2 separate regions of the Anser cygnoides genome follow, and region 2 is linked to region 1. A link is a contact called in public Hi-C data. All regions are on one chromosome and are shown on one strand. The core of a region is the stretch at or near the end of the contact, and the rest is flanking DNA. Distances in the headings are between cores, read along the strand shown. Region 1 overlaps PPP2R5C (protein phosphatase 2 regulatory subunit B'gamma). Region 2 holds the start of EIF5 (eukaryotic translation initiation factor 5).

Region 1 (5,670 bases), core at 2,014-4,513:
AAACATCTCTGAAGAAAGCGATTATGGGGTTTACTCTCTACAACTTCCTTCTCAGGAAGATCCTACTCACCACTGACAAAGACTCACTGTACCTTAAATGTTTACTACATTTAAATGTGTCGAAAGATTAAAGAAAATTAATGGTCAAGCAAACATGCATGCTCAAACCGGTTAAATTCATTTATCATCCTTAAAAATACCTACTTGTATGGAGGTAAAAATTACCATTGCGCAGGAAGTACAGTGGGAATAAAACACTTTCATTTCCCACAGCAGGATACACTAACACCAGAAAAAATAGCATGAAAGGTGACATTGAGATTTCTACGTATGCTTTCAAAATCAATACAGCTCAGTTTCAGACTAATAAAGCATTAATAAAAAAAGTGATCACATGTAAAGGAAATTACGCTTGAAATTTACCAAGTTCTTGGAAAGGATTATAAAGTAATGACAGGTGACAGTTATCTCAGGAATTAAAAAAAAAACACAAACTTTTAACAGTGTTTTTATAATGCAGGAAGATTACCAAAAACATGTTGTGAGGATCTGTGGTAGAAGTTACCCTGTTCAACATTTTCATAAACAATACAGAAGATTAATAGTGAGGTCACACAGTTTGTTAATGGAATATTCATTGTCACTTTAAAGCCTGTTAAAAAGAGCTACAGAAAGATTTCACAGTACTGAGCAAATGAATTCCATTTATTACATATTTTCAAATGCGGATAAATGTGAAGAAATGTGGGTGAACCAGCTGACTGCATATATTTACGAGTTCTAGCTTACTCAAAAGATATTTTAGTTATGGATGCTCCCTAAAAACACATACCTGCCAAACAATTTTTGACTACTGCTGAGCTGCTAAAAGAGCATTAAGAAAGTAACAAAACATTGTTTTTGTGTGCCAATATTTTTAATACTGCATACAGCTCCACTTACCCTATCTTTAACAGTTCACAAAACCAGTGAGAATCATTTAAAAACACCGTAACAGTTTTCATGAAAGTAGTACACAAACTTCAGAGTTACCACAGACGTAAAAGTACTAATAGGCATTTTGGCACTAAACGCATTAAGAAGTCTACTTCAGTAACCAAAGGGGAAAAAACAGCAACCAAAAATACAGAATATTGCTCTTCAAATTTTAAGAAGTACATTAAAATTATTATTTTTTTAAGTGACAGAAAGGGCAGTCTTTTTTGCCCCATATGCAATAAAGAACTGCAGGATCATAGCATAATTTATCAGAAGTGACTGTCTCACTTCTGCTGGTCTAACCCCCGCTCAAAGCAAGGTGAACTACGTAAGCAGAGCTGCTCATGTTGCCCACTCAAGTTTTCAGCGTCTCCAAGCAGAGATTTCACAGCCCCTTTTGGAATCTTGTTCCCATGTTTAAACACTTTCACAGTGAATTTTTTTTTTCTCCTTGCATTCAGTTGCAATTTCTTGCATTGCAGCTTGTATCAGTCATCTCTCTTCAGGCACCGTGCATCTCTGAGAAGCGTCTGGCTCTGTTCTCCATACCCTCCCGTCAGCCGAAGAAAACATCTCTTCTCAGCCTTTCCTTCCTTGGGCCAGCAAACCCAGTTCTCAGCCTCCTTTTGTGCATCGTCAGATTAATGGCTGCTGCTCTGCATGCTGAATTTGGTCTGCATTACTGCTGAAGCGTGAGCTTTGGCCTTCACTTCCATTTAATTAATTACAAAATTGATTTTTTTTAGCTCAGAAAAAAATCCTGTGAAGTAAAAGCCTTTGTGATTTTCAGCAAGTACTATTAAACAGAAATATCTACAAGTCAATTATTTTTCAAGAAAAAGAAACATGCTGGGTTCTTTGGGTTCTTTATAAAATGAAAGCACTGAGTGAACTTTTCTCCTTTAAGGAAAATCACGTACTTCAGGTTTAAATGCATCATGTAGCTCACTTAAAAGCTGCTCCCTCTGTTTACTCATTGTCAAAGGGACTTGACCTTTCATAATCAACTATGAAAATACAAAGTGGAAATGCAGCTTACAATAGCTGGAGAGCACTTGGTTTCTTTAAGAACCTGGCATTAGTTTATGATGATTTGATCTGGAGCTGAAAGGTTATCTAAGGCGGCCCAAGCTCAGAGAAACCAGCATCACGAGGTGCTTGATGCTGTGTTGGTACCCAACCCAACAGAACCATCAGCTTTTACCAAGCTTTTCTAAGAATGTAAATTTCTATCCATATCCTCAGATAAATACATCACAAGAATGTTACCGCTGCCATTTTTAGTCATACCCTGTAGAAGAGCACTATGTGGAGATGGAATATGAACTACCTTCCATGGTCCCTTGCTCAGGATTACAGGGAGCACATGAAAAGAACAGGCAGAGTTAACATTACCTACATCTTCAAACAACCAACCCCACAAACTTTCACAAAATCCAAATTAAGTTAAATAATTACAAAGTTGAGTATCAAAAAATTTTACTGCTCTGGAAGGCAGAGGACAACAGACAATGAGGTATTTGAAACAGGTCACAGCCTACAGGAAGCACTGGTGGGAGCTGACACAGGATCAGGGCGTTCTCATCCTCCCTCCCACACAACTTTCACCACGTCTTGCAAAGTATCTTGAAAATCGTTTTGGAAAAGCGTGAACAGACAATATTACCAATTCCACTAAGCAACTAGGCCGCTAAACTAACTTCTATACTCTGTTAATTCTGGCAATGCAGACCAGAGCAGAGTTCTACCAATATTTTGTTCAAATTTCTGAATATCTGTGTCTTGACTACATGAAAACACTGTTTTTCAGGCTAACAGCAGTCAACTGCACTTCTAATGAAAAGCGTACCCCCCCAAAGGAATAGACATTTATAATCTGCCTACACAAAGAATCAAGATCATTTTCTAACTGCACTCTGTCCTACAGCTACAGCTTCCTGCAAGACAACTCACCACAGTAAACACAAACTGGTAACTGAAGCCTAGTGACAAATGTTAACAGTTTGTTGTAATCTATGCTGCTTTTACAGCGCCTTTCTTTGCTTGAAGCACTGAGATGGAAATCAGAAGGTCCTGATTCCTTCCCCCAGGCCTCATCTCAGTTACTTGGATCAGGGCCCTGAGTGCACTCCAGTCACCCTAGGGGTTTCGCTGCCAGAAGGGCTCCATAAGGAGAGAGAAGCATCTTGAAAAACCATCCTGCTCTGCTTCCCTCTTTGCTGTAAAAATCTTACGTTTGCAATACTTAATAATTCTCTGCTGTCCTTACGTCACCTTCATAGCTAGTGACCTCCACACAAGGATCCTACAGGAACTCTCCATGCAGATACCCCACAACCAGTTGCTTTACCTTCTCCATCTTCGCTTGTTTCACAGCCAACTGCACACACACAAAGCCTCTACTGAGGACCACAAACCACAACAGCTATTTCGTAGCCATAACAGCTGCTCAAATTGAAACCGATTCTCTTTAAGCTTGCAAGGTAAGCTTTCAGTTCACTGCAGTCACTAAAGCCAAGCGGCTGAGCCGACCATTATGTGCTCTGTACTCTAGGACGATCGATGCAGCAGCATGACTTGGGCCCCCTGGAAAGCCTGGTGTGGGTGGAATGACCAAGGGCTCACTACCCCAGTAGCCAAACATTCTTCCTGAGCCAGCGCTGTCAGCACAAGCAGATAACACACAGTAATGGCTGCATGCCACTTGCCTTTGCCGTGGACTGGGCTCTTCTGATGCTTGGTGTTTTCCAGCAATGGGTCCAGAGTCATCTTCCGCGGACCCGATTTCTACACATTGGTCTTGGACAACTGCCACCAGTCTATAATTGTGACAAAGGGCAGAGTCTCACTGTATTCAAACCAGAAAAGGAGAGCCGATCTAGTGACAGTGATCAGGGCCAGCCAACAGTCCAGTGGTTGTGGAACATGTCCGCAGTGAAGAGGCAGGTCAAGCCAGGTGGTCAACACATCAGGACCCCGAAAGGCAAGGCACACCACCCAAGATATGGCTGCAGCCTGGATGAGGCAGTGACCAAAGCCAAGGGCCTGAGCCTGAAAACAGCTCCTGAGTGAGGGGGGGAACCCCAACAAGACTTCTCACGGCTCTCTCCATGACAGCCTGACTCAAGAGCTGATTTTGAGCACCAGCTGGGGTATTCAGGGCCCTGACACCTCCTATCCTACAAATCCCCATTGTTCCTCCAGAGACAGCAACAGTAGACAATAAGATGTTGACACCCTTATTTCCTATTCACAAGGCTCTAAACATGACTTTTTAAAAACACCTGCATCTATTTTCCCAACTGTGGTGCTTTGGCAAAGCTACAAGTAACCCAGACAATAAAGCTGTCTGCAGTTCAGAAGGGGGAGGAAGAAGAAGAGCAAGCTTCCACCTCTTGCCAGACCAGACTTCTTTTTAATTCTGCAAACTTTACATATTCCATGTGATCCAGGTATAGAAAGTGTATTAGAATTAATTTTAAAAGCAAGATTGCAATTTTTATTTTCAAGTAATTCCTGATAGTCTGCTCTACAAAAATACCCCCTCCTTTTTCCCCACTCACCCCAAATAACATTAAGGCCAAACAGAGTATTTTACCCTCTAATATATAATGGTAAAACAAGATACACAATCTCAAACTTTTACTTTAAACACCATATGAAATTTGTTCTAAAGCAGATTTACCTTTTAGTGGAGAAGATACTACCAGCCTTTTTTTTTTTTTTAAGTTAAAATTCTAGCATTTGCAGCTACGAAGAGAAGCACTTCTACTAGAAAATTCAACCCATGCTTCAACAGATGATGTAAAAGGACAACTGTAAAAGCTGCATGGATTAGAACAAGCAGTAAACCTTTGTCATTAGGCTTCAGAGTTATCAGCTCACTTTAGCTCCTATTTATTTTAAATACATAGTTCTGTAAGGATTCATTTTGGGGGCAAATCAGTACTGGTCAAATTAGAGCAGCTAGTGAGATGAGGTGCATACAAAAGAATGAACTAGTATGGATGGATGGAAGAGATGCATTCTCCTCCCTGCTCCCCCTCACCTCTGAAGAGACTCCTCTGGGCTATAATACCAGACACCCATCTAATTTCCTACCATGTGAAAAATGCAAAGTAATCCCCCAGATCTTCCTTAATTGCTTACAAGAAAGTTGACTTTCTTCATTAATAAAAAAAAAAAAAACAAGAAACACAAACGTAACAACACAACCCTTAACCTCAACCTTATTAGCATATTATCCTGTGTACCAAAAATTTAGTGTTTACAACAGTAAATTTCAGAAGTTTCTTAAAATGCACTTCCACAATTGCTTCCACAATTACGTATTTGATTTGAGCAACAGGGATAATAGAATCACTGACGTGAACCCTTTTATCATATTAAGACAAAGGATTATTGCGGTTCATCGTTATAACACTTCATAGTTCTGCCTCCAACCTTTGTTTTTTTCTAAAATTCACTTGCGCCTTTAAAAGATGGGACTTCTACCCTTCCAAAATGAAGCACATATCAGGAAATTAAGGTGATTTGCACAGACGGAAGAGTGAAGGCCTGTCTACAGTTCAGGCAGTCGCATTTATATTCCCTTGACAACAAGCAAAGCCCTTATTCTAACTCAAGGGAATTTTACCACATTCCCCCCCACACACACTCACAGACCAAAATTAGAGTCTTCTAGAATACATC
Region 2 (5,670 bases), core at 982-3,481, 920 kb before region 1:
GCACAATTAACTCCTGAAGGAGTGCCATGATCAATAACGAAGGGAAAGAACACTGCTCAATTTACAAAGACCAATGGCTCTTGCACTGAGAGGGTCACGTGGTACGTTTCAGGCTGCAGGGTAGAGAAGTGGGAGAAAAATCTGGAACGGTTTCAGATTTCACATCATAGCATGAGCCTATTACATAAACCGAAGCCCGTCAGAATGTTGAGAAATGTCAGTGAGATGAAGCAGCAGCAATCTGTAGCCCCATATAATTTTTACATGGCTTACCAGTTTTTTGGATCGGAGTAGAAAAGAGTTGAAAATTAGGTAATTCTCCCTCTCACTTATGGATTCTCATAGCAGCTTCTGTTGAGTTTTGACTTAACAATAAGCCTGATAAAGTCTGACATAAGTTGCTTCACTGTAGAAAGCCTAGCAATGCAGAGGTACAGAGCAGTGCAGCAGCTTTTCCAGTTGATTTTTTTTCTTGGGGGAAGGGGGGGGAAGGAAGGGGAAGGAGGATGAATCCTATTATTAAAGTTGCCTTAAGCAGTATTTACATATTTAAATTAACGCGTGTCCCTATAATCAGATCTAGCATTACGTAAACCACAACTGGTTGAGGTGACTAGACAGGCAACCCTGACTACAGCATGGTTATTCTGACACGTCATCATGTTATCATTAATGGCAGATGTGTTGACACATGAAAATAGCCTCCTTAGTATTTAACGTGTAAGAGCGTGCCTATCGATTCCACACAGTCCGAGTCCCTCTGGCCAGGTTTACAAATCCTTTCACAAGAAGCGTGCTTTGCGTATGCCATGTATTCTGCATTAGTCCTGACGCAGTTTTACCCTTCAGCAAAAACTGCACCACGAATTTCGTTCCAAGCACGAGGCTACCTTCCCCAGGATGTCTAAAAAAGAGCCAGCATGTGATCTGACCACGTGCTTGCAGAGGCACTGAGGAAGCAGGTATCTTGGTGACTGAGCATAAGCTTTTTAGAATGCGTGGTTTCCCCTCCTTCCATATTACAGCTTTTGTCTGTCTGCTGTAGACTAAAGCTCCCTCTCCTGGTCTCTAAGCCACCTCATCCCAATCACCCCCCCCCCCCATATTTATTGGGCAGAGCCGAAGAAGCGGGAAGGCAGACAGCCTCCCAGCTTCAAAGCCCCGTTTCCCCGCCCCGCTCAGGCCCGCGATGACTCATAAATGCAGCAATTAAGCACTGAGTCAGCCCCAGAGAAGATCGGGGGGGGGTGTGGGTGTCACCTCCAGCCACGCATGCGCTCCCTAGGAAGGGGGGGACGCTCCCTGGCCGCCCCCCCAGCCTCCCTCCCCTTCCCCAGGGCTAACCCTTGCCGATCGGGCGCCCCCTGCCCCCCGCCGCGAGGCTGTAACTGCGGCACAGCCCCCCAAAAGAAGCCTCCCCCCACTCCCCACCCCCAACCCCCCAAGCACGGGGAGGCGCGGCCCAGCCGCCGCCATTTTGTCTCGTCGCATGGCGCGGGGAGCTGGGGGGGGGGCACAATCAAAGGAATAATCCGCCCCAAAACTTGAAAAAAATACGAAATTAAAAAATATAAGGGGCGAGCGATCGTTGTTGAAGGTATCTCCATGTTCCCTTCTAAAAGGGTGCCGGAGATTTCTTCATAAAAATACACCCCCCGTCAACAACGCGGCGCCCCAGCCCGCCCGCCTGCCGCCCCGCACCGACCTCGTCCTTCCAACCGCCCTCACCCGCTGCTCCCCAGCCCAAACGCTCACCGTTTTCGTCCAATAAAGACATAAACCCAACGCTGCTCGCCCCGGGCTGCGACGAAGCCGAGTGTGCGAGGAGAACGAGGCCGTGGGGGCGCTTATATCCAGCCGGAGGCGGAGGAGGCGGAGGCGGACGCCGCAGCCTCCGGGTCCGGGCGTCCTGAGGCGGGCGTTATCAGCAGGGACAGCAGTGCCGGACAATCTGCGGGCAAGACACAACCAGGGGCATCGTTAGCGGCGGCACCTGTGAGGAGAGGGGGGAGGAGGAGGGGGGAGAAGAGGGAAGGGGGGAGGGAGCTGCGGCGGCCGGCGCGCAGCTCAGGCAGAAGGGGGCGGCTGACGGGACCCCGGCAATGGCTGCCCCGTACTCACCTCTAGAATGTTCTCGCTCTGACTGAACAACGCCAAAGCTGGGATCAATCAGCCAGCGGCGCGCCCCGCCCCCCCGCCCCCCCCATTGGCTCGCCGCTCGCTCCGGGGAGAAATTATTGGCTCGGGGCTCGCCGTGCCCTTCGCCCACTGGTGGAGGCCGCCGTCAATCAAACCGCCCCTCGCTTCGCTGCCCTTCCCCCGCCCTCCCCCCGCCAGTGCCCCAAAGGACATCGCGTCTACGCGGGGCGGCTCTCGCGAGACTGCGCTGAGGGGCGGCGGGCGGCGGGCTGAGGCAGCGGGAGCTGCGCGCTCTCCCCGGCTCCTTTCCCGTGCTCCGTTCCCCTCGTTGTGCTGGGAGACGCCATCACACGTGTCCCCCACAAGCACCCTCCAAAAACACACAGACCCCTTCGGGGAGGGCCCTGGTCTTTCTCTCGCCTCGGTTTCCACACAAAATCGCCGCCGGCCCTCGTGGCAGGGTGCTCTGACCAGGCCGGGGCCGTGGTTTGTTTGAAAGCACGACCTGCAATGCTGTAGGAATGAAAATTTGGGGGGGGTGCAGCTCGTCATAGACGGGCAGCGGCCAAATGTTTGGCATCGCAGCAGCTAATTTGTGTTACAAACACTTTTAAACAATTAAAATGCTGAATACATTGTGTTTTTCCTGTACGGCCTGCTTTTGTGTGCAGGAAAAGGCCTATTTATTGTCCCTGTCATAGCGACTCAGCTTTGGATACCTCTGGGTGCTGGGGCTGCCTTTGTCTCTTACAAAGGATAATTCAAATTCTGTGTGCACCTAGTTTCAGTTCTTAATATAAAATGCTGCTAGACCTCCTTAGCTTAATCAGCACCCTAGATAAAGCAAGTTTGGATTTATATGTTTTAAAAGCAGGAACATGGGTCCTTTTTTGTGCTCTGTTCTTTCCATGTCTTCCATCTCCAGCCCTCCAATATGACAGGATTACATATTTTGGATGTTTCAGAACACAAATAATTTTGGCAAAGAGCTTTTTTAAACTTTACCAATCAAGTGATCAATCAATTCTCTTACCTCTTTCAATACTGCCAGGCAGAACAAGAAGACTCCAGTTCCTGTCACTGTGGCTTAGTGAACAATGTTGGGAAGCCTCTTGATGGCTATGTGGGTGTATAGGGAAAAAGAAGTAACGAAGATAAAAATGAGTAGCGACATTATATAATGTCATATACTCTAAATTTCTCCCTAAGTTAGTTTTGAAACAGTTTTCCCAGCTGACTTTGATAACATGTTGGCGTGGTCAGAGCAAACCCCTTATACTGAGCCTTTAGGTATGCCTTGAACATTTTTGGTCTGATACGCAAAAATACTGCGTTTAAATACTAAGGTGACTGATAAATGAGATTTTCTTAGAAATCATAAAAGAAAAGCTGGGCTATTGTTATGGACACTTTCTGTGACACACAATAATAAAAAACTTGTTCTTTCAACTAGAGCGGCAGAGCAACAAACCTGGAAGAAATAAATGTGCACGTCCCCCAATACTTTCTAACAAGATCCTCTACACCATGGCCTCTGCCCTGGTTGTATGTTTCTTTTCAGCCCATGGAATAACAAGTCTTTGTAGCCAGGATGTTGTCTTGTAAAACATCATGTCTTGGGCTTCACTATCTGCATTTGAAAAAGTTAAAAATCAGGATATTTTAAATGCCTCCTTGCCTCCTTCAAGGCAAGGTTGGATGAGGCCCTGTGCAACCTGATCTAGTGGGTGGCATCCCTGCCCATGGCAGGGGGTTGGAACTGGGTGATCTTTAAGGTTCCTTCCAACCCAAACCGTTCTGTGATTCCGTAATTGATAAATAGAAAGTAACACTTTTTTAAACATGAGAAAGTGTTAGCACAAAATAAGGAAGTATCTCTCCAAAGTATGTGATGCTTGGAAGTTATCATGAGGGAGAGAAAATAATCATAAAAAAGTAGGAGGCAAGCAAAGCACAGCAGGAACTCCTTTGCTGTAAAAATATGCAGCATGTATAATTTGCTAAATGCCTCCTTTCTGCGGCTTTAGTTTCATGCTACAACACCTCTGAGGTTAATAAATTGCAAGTGTTAAAGCATACCACTGCCAACACCACTTTATTGAACAGCAAAAGGGAAATGAGCCCCTGGATTTGGTGCTATTTGACATAATGAGTAACTCTGAAGATTTATGATTAGTAGTATAGAGAAGGATTTTTTAAAGTTTTATAGTATATAAATTGACATTGAGTTAAGAGTAACCTTTTTAGATAGTCTTCCTTCTTCAAACAACAAGTCCCATACAGATGAAGTCAGAAAATACTCTCTCGGATTATACAAAATAGACTAAACTTGTGGATTATCGTCTCCTTAGTCCCCAGTTGTTGTTTTTCTCACCGGAAAAATTCACCAATACTTGATGTTGGATCCCAGATACTTTTACTGAATCATAATATTTATGTTTTTTTCACTTTAGTATCTGGTGGCTTGGACAAGACAAAATATCCTCCTCCCACTCTAAAATGTCATGGTTGCACGAATCCTGAAGTTCGTAGTTTACATTGCTTTTGTGACCTTCAAAATACAACCACTTGTGTGCTTTGCATTTCACAGATATAAACTAAGCAGTTTTTATATATAACCCTCCCTTGTAAAGACATTTTAAATGGCATGAGTAAGTCAGGTTTTGGAAGTGGCCTAATGTCTGAGAATAGGAAGTTTTCAGCAGTGGGTCTCATAGTGTGTTTCCTTATCACAGGAATGTTTTATTATGGTTCAGTTCAGCCTTGGGCTATTCAAGTTATTTCTATGTTGCCTTAGTTTTTATTAAAAAATAACAAAGAGTTAATGTATGTGATAAGGCAGCAAAGCCAACATTCGAGAATTAATGTGTATTTAAAATGTAAATCTTCAGAAATTGGCATTTAATCACAGGTGTTTATATTTTCACACAGACAACCGTGCATTCTGTCTGCAGTTTGTTCTTCAGCTAGTTTGTCATTGTGATGAGGTTGGCTATAAACATTACCCCCGTTCAATATTCAGCTGGTAACCTTGGTCTTGAAAAATATTTTTCCTCTGCTGTAAGCTGCGTATGTTCTCTTCCAGTGGCTGGTTCAGAGCTGATATTTTTTCCAAGGTGGGCAGGAAGCCTTAGAGAAGCTGAGGACGTGATTCCTCGTTGTGCCATCTTCGCAGCTTTTGCTGCTGCAGGATGCCCAGGCACACGGTGCTGCCTCTGCTGTGGGTTCTGCTGTGCCTTATGTCTCTGGGCTCCCCGTGTTCCTGCGGCAGGGCCCTGGGAGGCACTGAAATGCAGCCTGTCGGGGAGGGCGATGTGGTTGCCTTCGAATGTGGCTGATTCCTGACAGTGAAAAGGACTGATATGCAAAAGCAACTCAGACATGCTACTGCTGTATCTATAGGAATTTCAGAAGATGGAAGGCCAAGATTATGTACAGTTACACTGAACCCTGAATAGCAATACCCTGCCTTCTGCCTGTCTTGGAAATGTGTAGAGAATGTTTAATTATTTACATGCCAGATTTGAATAT

Evidence for each region. Hi-C and Micro-C count contacts between places; a contact is called where the count stands out from the background.
Region 2: a Hi-C map of liver shows a contact between it and region 1, with 4 times the contacts expected there. The contact joins the promoter of EIF5 here to the enhancer-like site in region 1. A contact is called at or near these places in 2 of 7 Hi-C or Micro-C datasets (both in liver).

Annotation. Positions count from the first base shown.
Region 1 is chr5:55,209,629-55,215,298 of Taihu_goose_T2T_genome, reverse strand. All of the region lies in intron 3 of PPP2R5C (protein phosphatase 2 regulatory subunit B'gamma), which reads right to left. Among named protein-coding and RNA genes, the nearest start is that of PPP2R5C, 35 kb to the right of the region's middle. Within about 2 kb of position 3,263, at least 2 of the 3 cell types and tissues checked have open chromatin away from gene starts, as enhancers often do. A contact at or near this core is called in liver, where this site is marked.
Region 2 is chr5:56,127,233-56,132,902 of Taihu_goose_T2T_genome, reverse strand. It overlaps EIF5 (eukaryotic translation initiation factor 5), which reads right to left and starts at 2,231. Exons shown (of 12, transcript XM_066998393.1): 1 at 2,122-2,231; 2 at 1,756-1,951.